Linked DNA regions of Danio rerio: region 2 is linked to region 1. Evidence: chromatin contacts called from public Hi-C data. All regions are on one chromosome and are shown on one strand. Each heading gives the region's core, a stretch centred on a gene start, on an enhancer-like site or on the middle of the called end of the contact. The rest is flanking DNA. Distances are from core to core; before and after follow the strand shown.

Region 1 (5,383 bases), core at 2,653-5,152:
TATTAGCAGTAGTATTTATTATATGCTTATTTATATTTGTTTCAATTAAAACAAGTTTAGATTTGTCCACCTGTCAGGTTTTATACCATATGGGGCACAGCATGTGTATTAGGATATAGCTTAGTTTTTAGACCACACTTCATTATTATTGTTCATTTATTCCTTTGCTGAAAATTAGAACTGAATTTAGAAACAGTTTTGAAACAAATCTTTGCGCTTAACAAACAAAATTAATCATGTAGGCTAATGGATGTCTGTGCGTACAACACATCTTATCCACGAAAGAGATTGAAAGTAAAGAATGAGGAGGCTCATCTCTCATTCTCACCCTGTAGATGCTCTGTTTAGCTGTATTCTTGCTAGTAAAGCGCTCAGTTTTTCCACTTACAAAGTCTGTCATGTAAATAGCAAATGCGCTATGGCGCGAAGCAACTGACTCTTAAAGGGAATGGGAGATGAGACTCTGATTGGTTTATTCTCAAAACACACTTATAACTCATTAAAAGCTCAACCCTACAAGACCAAGCGCTGCGGCACAAAGCAGAGTTTTCTGTCGTTGAAATGGCAACAGCGGATTCTGACATGCTGTTAATGCTTTTGCACCCTGCGCTTTGGACTTTGTGCCTAGATCGTCAAAATAGAGCCCGGTGAGTCTAAAAGTCCTTTTGTATGAGGAACTACTTTCTTCCGCCATTTATTCACACCTGCAGCTGAACATCAGAGCAGCAGAAACTGTTGCTACTTCACAAACGTCACTTTAGAGCTAGTATTTGAATGATGCTCTAGCGTAATGTCTAAAATGATGAGAAAACAGGTGATTTTGCTGACATGTTAAGATTATAATGCTGAACAGCATGAAATGCCATCAGTCTATAGAGATTTCCCAATATTTCTCTGTTGCAATCAGGATATCACAATAATTAACCCCCCAAAAATTCAAAGCAAAGCAAACACTACCAGACTATAGTATAAATACAGCACTACAACATACAAAAGGGAGAGAGATTGAATTAGAATGTTGCTTATCAGTTTGATTTCATCAGCTGTAGTTAGAAATTAGATTGAGTTTTTCCTCCTCTTAGGGCTTAATATGTGGTCTCTGTCACCATTTTGTAGCAAAACGTCAACAGTCTTTGCTCTGCTCAGTATGACAGGCTAACGGATGCCGATGCGCAGTACCTTTAAAATGATAAATCTTTAAAATAGGCACTATCCTTATAAAAAAAAACTGCATAGATGCTATCTGAACAGCTACATTCTCACCTCAAAAAGCCTTATAAGCACATTATGTTTTCCAACAGCTGCAATATTTGTCAAACTGTAGTGAGTTTATTGATTTGCTGTCACTCTATGTGGGCGGAGTGAGGTGGCTGTATGAGTGCTGTTATTGCAGAATATTGCACAGCTGTCAGCTAATCAGATTCGAGAACCAGACAGAACTGTTATATAGACAGACAGACAGATAGACAGACAGACAGACAGATAGATGATAGATAGATAGATAGACAGATAGATAGATAGATAAATAGTTTGTATGTTTTTGCATTGTATGTGTATAGGGCGACGCGGTGGCGCAGTAGGTAGTGCTGTCGCTTCACAGCAAGAAGGTCGCTGGTTCGAGCCTCAGCTGGGTCAGTTGACATTTCTGTGGGGAGTTTGCATGTTCTCCCTGTGTTCGCGTGCGTTTCCTCCGGGTGCTCCGGTTTCCCCACAGTCCAAAGACATGTGGTATAGGTGAATTGGGTAGGCTAAATTGTCCATAGTGAATGAGTGTGTATGGATGTTTCCCAGAGATGGCTTGCAGTTGGAAGGGCATCCGCTGAGTAAAACATATGCTGGATAAGTTGGCAGTTCATTCCACTGTGGCGACCCCGGATTAATAAAGGGACTAAGCCGAAAAGAATGTGTGTGTATATAAATATACAAAGTACACATGCATATATTATGTAACTTTGTATTATGTATATATTATATATCATCCTGAAGATGTGATGGTATGAAAAACGGAGAACTTATACTTAATAAAATATAAATGTTTGACCTGTGATCACGTATATCTAAGAAATATGAACCGAGCCTTGTGAAACCCGACAGACAAAAGCCACTCTGCAAAGCACAGATTTTCAGTTGTTTTAATGGAGACACTGATTAACCTTATTCTGTGATGAGTTACATTAATTTCCATAGGTTCCGACTCTCAGCCAGACTTAGAAAAAAAAAAAACATATATCAATGTCATTGCTGCAAAACTAAGGTACATTATTTACATTCCAAAAAAAAAGCAAACAGAAACATTAAATCAAAATTATAATAATAATAACAACAGTGCCAATGGTTTTGGGATGGGAGTGAATACTGAAGGCCAGAAATGGCGAGTTGAAGTTCTGAAGTGAACTGTGTGTCCCAGAATGACTCAGCATGTGCGACTGTATGGTGCGCCCTGAGGGCCGGAGCCAAAGCACAGACATTTCAAGAGCATTTCGTCATCTCAGAAGCTTAAAAAAATACTTTTCAAGGATTTAAACTAAATACTTCAATGGAGCACAAAGGAAAACATCTCAACTCGTTCTTCAAGAGACGGCTCACTTAAAAAACTGAACAGTTGCTGCTAATTTACTCGCCCTCAGGGTGACCTTTTCTCTTTAGTATGATTAGTTGACATCGGGATCCTTTGTGATTCGTAAAATACAAGTCATTGGCTACTGGATCAAAAAACACAAAGACATAACGAAATTACTAAATTTTTCCTGATGGCACTCTGTAGCCATAAAATAATCTGTACAAGAAACTGAACATTATTTACAGCAGTTTCACAATTTGTGAACAGACCATTTGCAGAAGTTGTTGATTTAAGGTAATTATAAAGTAAATAATAAGCAGTTTCTTGCGACTGAGATAGGAGGATTGAATTTTTCTGACGATTTGATTTTTGTATGAATCACCAAAGCCATGTTCTAGGCTAAACAAGGTCTTTAAAGGTATAATAAATGGGTGATGAGATCTGTTTGGATACTGACATTCATCCAAATACCTTCCATTTATACAGTATTTGAACAAAATGAAGGCAAACATTTAATTTTTGAGGGATTCTCCATATTGGATAGCCTGAGGGCGAGTAAATTACAGCAATTTTTCATTTTGTTAGGCTGAACTATCTATTTAATGTTCCTGACATTAAGCTGATCCCATCTATAAAACAAAAAATGGGAATAATCTGACGTAGGACTGGGGGTCAAAAGAGAACTGAAAAAGCATGGGATGAAGTGTAACAATATGTGGTCCTTTATTGGGGAAAATGTGCAAATAAATGTCCTGTCCCTAAATCAGATTAGTTTTGGCATTGGGATAGAGCTGGACTGATACTGGAGCGATTAATCGTCTGGTTAAAATACACGCTTTCAGTCATTTTTGGCCCCACAGGGCATCTCTAATGCAGTAGTGCATAAACGAAAACCAAAATCTTAATAAAAATGAAGAAACGAAAGCGTCTTTTGTTTTCCTACAGTTTGAATCCATCCCACAATAATAATAATAATAATAACAATAACAACAATATTAATAATGCGTCAAAGATGCAGGAAATTATTGCCTAAGGCATGATTCTATACAATATTTTCAGTACATACTTTGTAAGTGTTTGAGGAAAACGCTCCTTGTATCTGCTACTTGTTGAAAAAGAATGTACAGCTTGATTACTCTAGTTTTGTGCCTTAGTTCATTTTTGCTGCTTTCACATTTTCATTTTATGTTTTGTTTTTTCCTTACAGCTTCAGTTCGTTGGCAATTTTGGATGCGATGTTTTTGAAAGCGATGGATGTTCCTGATATCCGCTTGAAGCGCACGCCGTTTAGCGAGAGGCGGGGCAGTTTGCACACCTCCATCTCCCATTGGACCAAACTCTCGGCGTGGCCGTCGCCGTGGACGCAGAGCAGCAGGAATCGCTCGCGCTGCTCGTAGTCGCAGTTGTTGGCGTCCAGGACTTTGCGGATCTCGCGCATCATTTCTGTGGGCTCCATGGACGAGGTGGTCTTCATGCTCCAGGTGAATCGGAGCGAGCGGGGTTTGGCGTCTTTATGTTCCTCTTTCTGATCCCCTGACACATTACGACTGAAAGAGAGAGAAAGGTAAGAGAGACAGGCATTGTTTGGTTTCAGTGTTTAATGCTAATGTCATCATGAAGGCCAGAAATGTACACAAGTCTACACTATATTCAACTTAAGTTTATTTGCATAGCGCTTTTCATAATAATTATTGCTTTACAAAAAGGTGCACATAATATCACATAAATATTATGTGTAAATATCACATAACTGCATTAAAATCAAATTCAGAATCATTACGGTTATCAGTTATCCACAACTTTATCTAACTAACTAGTAACTAATAGCTTTTAACAGTTATTATATATAAACAGCTAACCTACAGTTACACTCACCGGCCACTTTATTAGGTACACCTCAGGCAACTGTCTAAAGTCAAGCCATTTATATCTGCGAGAAATTTTCAAACGGTGCTTCATGCCTTTATAACAACACATTCAGAATACTGTAACTCTCTCTGTTTTGGCATCTCTCAGTCTTCTCTCTCATCTGCAGCTGGTAAGAATTCGGCTGCTAGACTACTTACTGGCACCCGCAGGTATGAGTCGGTAACTCCAGTTTTAGCTGCACTTCACTGGTTACCCATTAATAGAGAATTGATTTTAAAATATTATTATTCGTTTTCAAAGCCGTCTATAATCTTGCTCCTCAGTACCTTACTGACTTGCTTTGTCTGTATACCCTCTTGATCATTGAGATCTTATGATCTCAATTTACTCACCGTGCCCATAGCATGTCTTTAAATACAAGGTGATCGAGTGTTTACTGTTACTGGTCCTAAACTCAGGAACAGTCTACCAATTCAGATTAGACTTTCCCCTTCCATTTCTGTGTTCAGGTCTGTTTTGAAGACCTATCTATTTTCTCTCGCTTTAAATACTCCTTGATCATTGGTTTATTGCTTTTAGTTATCAATGTTTTTTTTTAAATATTCTGCTTCTCTGTCTTTAGTTCTCCTATGTATAGCACTTTGGTCAACCGTGGTTGTTTTTAAATGTGCTTTATAAATATATTGTATTGTATCGTATTGTAAACCTGTACACCGTAAACACAGGCATCTATGGAACAATTTTTTGTATAGTTTTGTTTTTTTGTATGAACATATCAGATTTTAATTTAGATTGACTGGGATATTTTTGTAGCGCAGTGAATCAAAGAAATTGCAAGCATAGATAAGGTTGATAATATAATAATATTAATTTAATAATGTAATATAATAAAAAATAATATCATATCATATAATATAACATAATATAATATAATATAATAATATAACATAATAT
Region 2 (5,552 bases), core at 2,756-5,255, 140 kb after region 1:
AAATGCAGTAAACATAACCTTAACCTGGTGGTTTGAGGCCTTTTTTTGTGCTGGGTTATTTTCTAGACCAGAGATACCCAAACTAGGGTCCACGGGCCAAAGCTGCCCCATGGTCACCTTTGAATTGGTTTAGAGATTATCATTTTAAATTAAATGTAACCTTTTATTTGTTTATTTTATTGTTAAGCTACAAAAAAGCTATCTGAAATTAAATTATTCAATTTAAATGGTGTAAATAAATCAGATTTAGTTTAAAATGTACATACAGTGCATAGAGGACAATGCAGAGACTTTAGTAAATGAATCAAAAGGCAGATTCTGCCTGACTAATGTATTCAGCATCAAACTGTGTTATAAATGTTATTGCTTATGTTTTTATTGCAAAAAAAAAAGTTATCCTGCATTAGTTAATACGATTCAAGGTATTTTTTTTCTATTTGTTTGTTTTTATCATGAAAAGAATTAGGAAATTACCCATGGCAACTTTAATGTAATAGTTTGGTATATTTATCTTCGGCCCACGACAATCAATGATATTTGGTTTTTGGCCCTTCATACGAAAAAGTTTGGGAACCCCTGTCCTTTTATTGATCGTTCACTGACACCTAGTGGTCATAACAGATCATTGTCTTTTTTTGTTGTATCCTAATCCTACACAGAGGTAATAATTATGTATAATTTCAATTTAAGAAGGTCTTGAAGAATATTATTATATGATTATCGTATTAATTGTCATTATCACAGCAGCAAGGGCTTGGAAAAGGTTGAAATATTGATTGTGAAATTGTTCTTAAATTATTTATAGCCCTCATGTTCGTAAACAATTTTCAGTAATGCTCCATTTAGATGCTCTGCATTAGTCAGTTAAAATAAACTGCCGATTTAAAAAACAAACTTAGAGTGATAATAATTTATTAAAACCAAAAGACGTAACTATTTGCATCTTGTAGCAAATATATCTTTCAATGCATTACCTTACATTTAATAAGACATTATTGTGAAGTATTACTTATTTTATCTTTGAATTCTTTTGCAATTGAATTCATTTGAGAATTTGTTTACTTTTTTAATAGCCTAAATTAACTATTTTTAGCAGCTAATCAAATTGGTGATTAAAGCTTTAGGAATAATTGCAACAAGAAAATTGATCAACATGATTCTTTAAAGTTCTGAGTAATGCTTTTATCATTTAGTCAGTAAATAAAATGGTTTAGCCAGAATTAAAAGCAGACTGTTTTTGTCATGCACAAAAACACAGAGAATAAACACATCTGTGTTTAAACATAAACTTCTTCTCTGGACTTTGTTCGCAAATGACTCATAAGGAGCAGCGACTCACTGTTATGATATTCTGCTGACACATTTGCTCTTGATCCATGGTTAAGGTGAAAATGTAAAGCGAAGTCTTATAAAATGAAAAGTAATATGATGTTGCCAACAATATTTAAGATACAGAAATTATTTTTGGCTTATAACAGTGAACATATTTCCTTAACGTACATTACATTTCCTTAACTATCACAATTGACATGCCATTTGTTATCTTTGCAGTTTGTAGGAAATGAGTTCAAAACCAGTGGTGTGATCAAATAAAAAATGGATAGAAGCACACATATTATACAAATGAATCACTTTTATTATTTTTAAAAAATTAAATAGCTATTTACTACACAAAATAACAACAAAGCAACCGTTTTAATATTTAATTTGTCTTTAACACTACATGTGATGGAAAAATTCATTTTTCTTACTCAAACATAAAAGTTCTCTTTCTTACTAGAAACATCACATATTGCCTTCCTAAGAAAAGATACAAAAGGTACAAAAACAAGAAGGTGATCATCTGCTTTTAAACATATGCATTCAATAAGTGTAAACCCTGGAAGAAATACCTTGATTCTTAGAGGAGGAATGCTCTAAAGAGAGCTGGTTGTGATCTGTGACGAAGTGGACCTTTAAGCAGGGGAAAGAAGATAAATCCATGGTGTCTGTTTAGCCTGTGTGTCACACTCTGCAGCAACCGGTGTTCCTGTATGACTGATGGACCTATTTTTGCAAAGAATAAAATATTTTTGGATATTAACCTTGTAAGACTTTGTCTCTTGATCAGTAAGAGTCTCTTTATTTGAAATTCCCACAACAATAAAATAAACACACAAAAATAAATACACGCACGCACACACACACACACACACACACACACACACACACACACACACACACACACACACACACACACACACACACACACACACAAAGCACAACAAACTTGAAGTTGAATTTAAAACAATTATATCTTAAAAATAATAATTCAACTATTATATGTAATTCAACTACATTCAACTGTTATAATGTAATTCAATTATATTCAAATAAAATTCTACTATTATACAGTTGAAGTCAGAATTATTAGACCCCGTTTATTTTCCCCCCCAATTTCTGTTTAATGTAGCAGATTTTTTCAACACTTTTTAAAACATAATAGTTTTAACTAATTTCTAATAACTGATCTTTTACTTGTGCCATGATGACAGTAAATAATATGTGACTAGATATTTTTCAAGACACTTCTATACAACTTAAAGTGACGTTTAAAGGCTTAACTAGGTTAATCAGGTTAACTAGGCAGGTCCGGGTAATTAGGCAAGTTATTGTATAACGATGGTTTGTTCTGTAGACTACTGAAAAAATGTAGCTTAAAGGGGCTAATAATTTTGTCCTTAAAATGGTGCGTAAAAATTAAAAACTGCTTTTATTCTAGCTGAAATAAAACAAATAAGACTTTCTCCAAAAGAAAAATATTATTCGACATACTGTGAAAATGTCCTTGCTCTGTTAAACATCATTTGGGAAATATTTTAAAAAGAAAATAAAATTCAAACAGAAAAAAAATTCTAAATTTAATTCTGACTTCAACTGTGTGTATATATTGCATACTTATGTGCGTATATTTGTTAATATTTCGGTCAAATTTTACTAAAAGGTTCCATTAGTTAATGTATTTACTTACATGAACAAAAAATGAACACTCCTTTTACATATTTTTGGCAATCATTGTTCAACATTTAATACATTATTAAAATCTTTTAGAAATTAAGGGGCCCTGACAAATGCCAAAAAGCCTATATATTTAATCATATAGCTTTTTTATAAATGTTCTATTATATGTTGTAAAATCTGTATATATAACCGTTAAGAGTAGTAGGGTCTGTTCAAATAAAATAACACTGGATTCACAAACAGCAATTATTGAGTTCATTTAGCTGAATTGATCGTTAATTAAATTAGCTTTTCCCCCCTTTAATATCAAAATGTATCAAAATGACTAGTTTAGTTTAAATAGTTGCAAATTAGTAAGTTGGAACTTGTTTTATTTGTAAATGTATTACATTTGATTTTACATTTATAAGATAAAGGTTCTGGTAAATATTAAATTATATAAAATATACTTTCAATATTTTATTATACTTTTATATACAGTATGTATTTATTTAGATACTTTTTAGCATGCAGTTTATTTACAATAATAATTATAATCTACATAAAATAAATTCTATAGAGAAAGAGAATTGCTTAGGGCCTCCAAATCACTAAGGCCGCCTCAGACTAACAATGCACGACTTTGTTAGCATTAATTGATGCAAATAAAGACGAATAAATAGCCTACTGTAATAATAGTTTATTATTATAGCGTACATGCATTAAATAACATTTTAGTGTTTTCGATATATATTTGCTAAATTATTTTTTAACATATTAAACAATAAATGTAGCCATTACTGAAAAAAAATAATAGACATTTAAGAGATAAAGTTTAAAGATAAAGCTCTTCTTTTTTGACCTCAAGTTGATTGTAGATCATATAGCGCGTGGTCACTTCAGCTCACATTTTATGACGGCCAATCATCGACCAAAGTTCATTTATAAGTGATCTGTCATCTTCCGGCGAACAGGTGAGAACCGAGGCTCGACTTTCCGACTTCTCTAGACGCCCTCAAAGTCCTGGAAGAGCTCCATCATGGCTGGAAACGTCCAAGAAAACATTTACGAACAGGTCCAAGAGAAGACCGAAAACATCTACGAGAAACCGTACGATAAAACGACAAACGCGGAGCCGAAATACGAGAATCACGACGCGGGTCAACAATCTCCAGAAGAGCCGATTTACAGCACTCTGGATCAGCCAGAATACACGGTAGGGTTGTGATATATGACAATATATATCGCGCAGATTAAATTGTAAGTCTATCGTTTCATATTATGCTCTATAGCAGGGGTTCCCAAACTTTTCAACCCGCGACCCCCAAAATAACAATGCCAGTGACTCGCGACCCCCAATATCCTCTAAGGTGGTTATAAATACAGAAACCTTGCATGCAATGACGCAGACACACCAATTAAATTTGTGTCAGTGCTTTAAATGTGCCAGAAAGTATAACCTGATGTTATAAAATCAAAATGCATCTGACGCTATTGCTGCCTTTAATATAATGTAATTACCCCAGGGGTCGCAATCCAATAGAACTAGTAACTATAAGCTACTATAGTAACTATATAGTATATAGTAACTATAAACGACTATTTTTATTTTCAGTATAGTTATGGATAAAATATGTTAATTTTTATGGTTTAATAAAAATAAATCGATTTTTGGAAATCACCAGGCGACCCCCCCTTCATTGCCCCGCGACCCCTTGGGGGGTCCCGACCCCCACTTTGGGAACCACTGCTCTATAGTTGATATCGTGGGGTCGCAGAATACATTGTTCACATATATAGTTATAGCTAATTTATGACTGTTATATTGCACGCCATTACACTGAGAAAATGTTAATTGGATTTACATTTTTTTTTACTGTAACTGGTTGCACACACTTCATATGGGATGAATTTAAACAAATACAATTTATTAATGTTTAGTTTAATTTGTTTGTTTAAAGTCAGCCCATATAAATTGTATGCAATCAGTTACCTTAAAAAATGAGTAGGCTAAATCCAGTTAACATGTTTCTTTCAGTGTAAGGAGATGTAGACAGTAACATGAGTGAAAATAACATGAGCTGCAGTCTTGCAAGCACATCGTTTACATTTTGCAATTTTTAGCAATATGTTGGGCTTGTAATAACTAGTTTTTGGAGATTATTTATAGCCTATATTTATTTTATATTTCTACATTTTTAACCAAACACCACAACGTTCTAAACAAAGCAGAAATATAATCACACACTGGAAAAAAGATCACAGTTTTATCATTATTTGTTTTTCAGTGTGTGATCATATTTCTCACTTTGTTTAGAACTTCAGGATTTCACAGTGTATGTGGGCCTAATCAAACTAATTAAATTTAGTAATGTTCAATTTTGTTTGTTTAAATTCAGCCCAAATAAATAGTTTGCAACCACTTACATTAAAAAAATTGTGAATCCAATGAATAATTTTTCAGTGCATATGAATAAGCAGATTTTTGAGTATATATTTTAAAATGTCAAAAAAAGAAGACGCTGTCAGGTCAATATATAAACTATTATTTGATTGAATTTACATAAAAGTGA

Evidence for each region. Hi-C and Micro-C count contacts between places; a contact is called where the count stands out from the background.
Region 2: a contact with region 1 is called in a Hi-C map of an unstated tissue, with 5 times the contacts expected there. The contact joins the promoter of clic5b here to the enhancer-like site in region 1. A contact is called at or near these places in 6 of 18 Hi-C or Micro-C datasets (caudal fin, embryo, fibroblasts and 2 more) and 2 of 4 datasets of contacts at active chromatin or transcription factors (caudal fin and embryo).

What each region holds. Positions count from the first base shown.
Region 1 is chr20:47,097,554-47,102,936 of GRCz12tu, forward strand. It overlaps mark3b (MAP/microtubule affinity-regulating kinase 3b), which reads right to left. Exons shown (of 18, transcript NM_001076575.2): 18 at 3,275-4,107. The coding sequence ends at 3,762. Among named protein-coding and RNA genes, the nearest start is that of laptm4a, 7.0 kb to the left of the region's middle. Within about 2 kb of position 3,903, at least 13 of the 62 cell types and tissues checked have an H3K27ac peak or open chromatin away from gene starts, as enhancers often do.
Region 2 is chr20:47,235,948-47,241,499 of GRCz12tu, forward strand. It overlaps clic5b (chloride intracellular channel 5b), which reads left to right and starts at 4,006. Exons shown (of 7, transcript NM_212897.1): 1 at 4,006-4,195. The coding sequence starts at 4,019.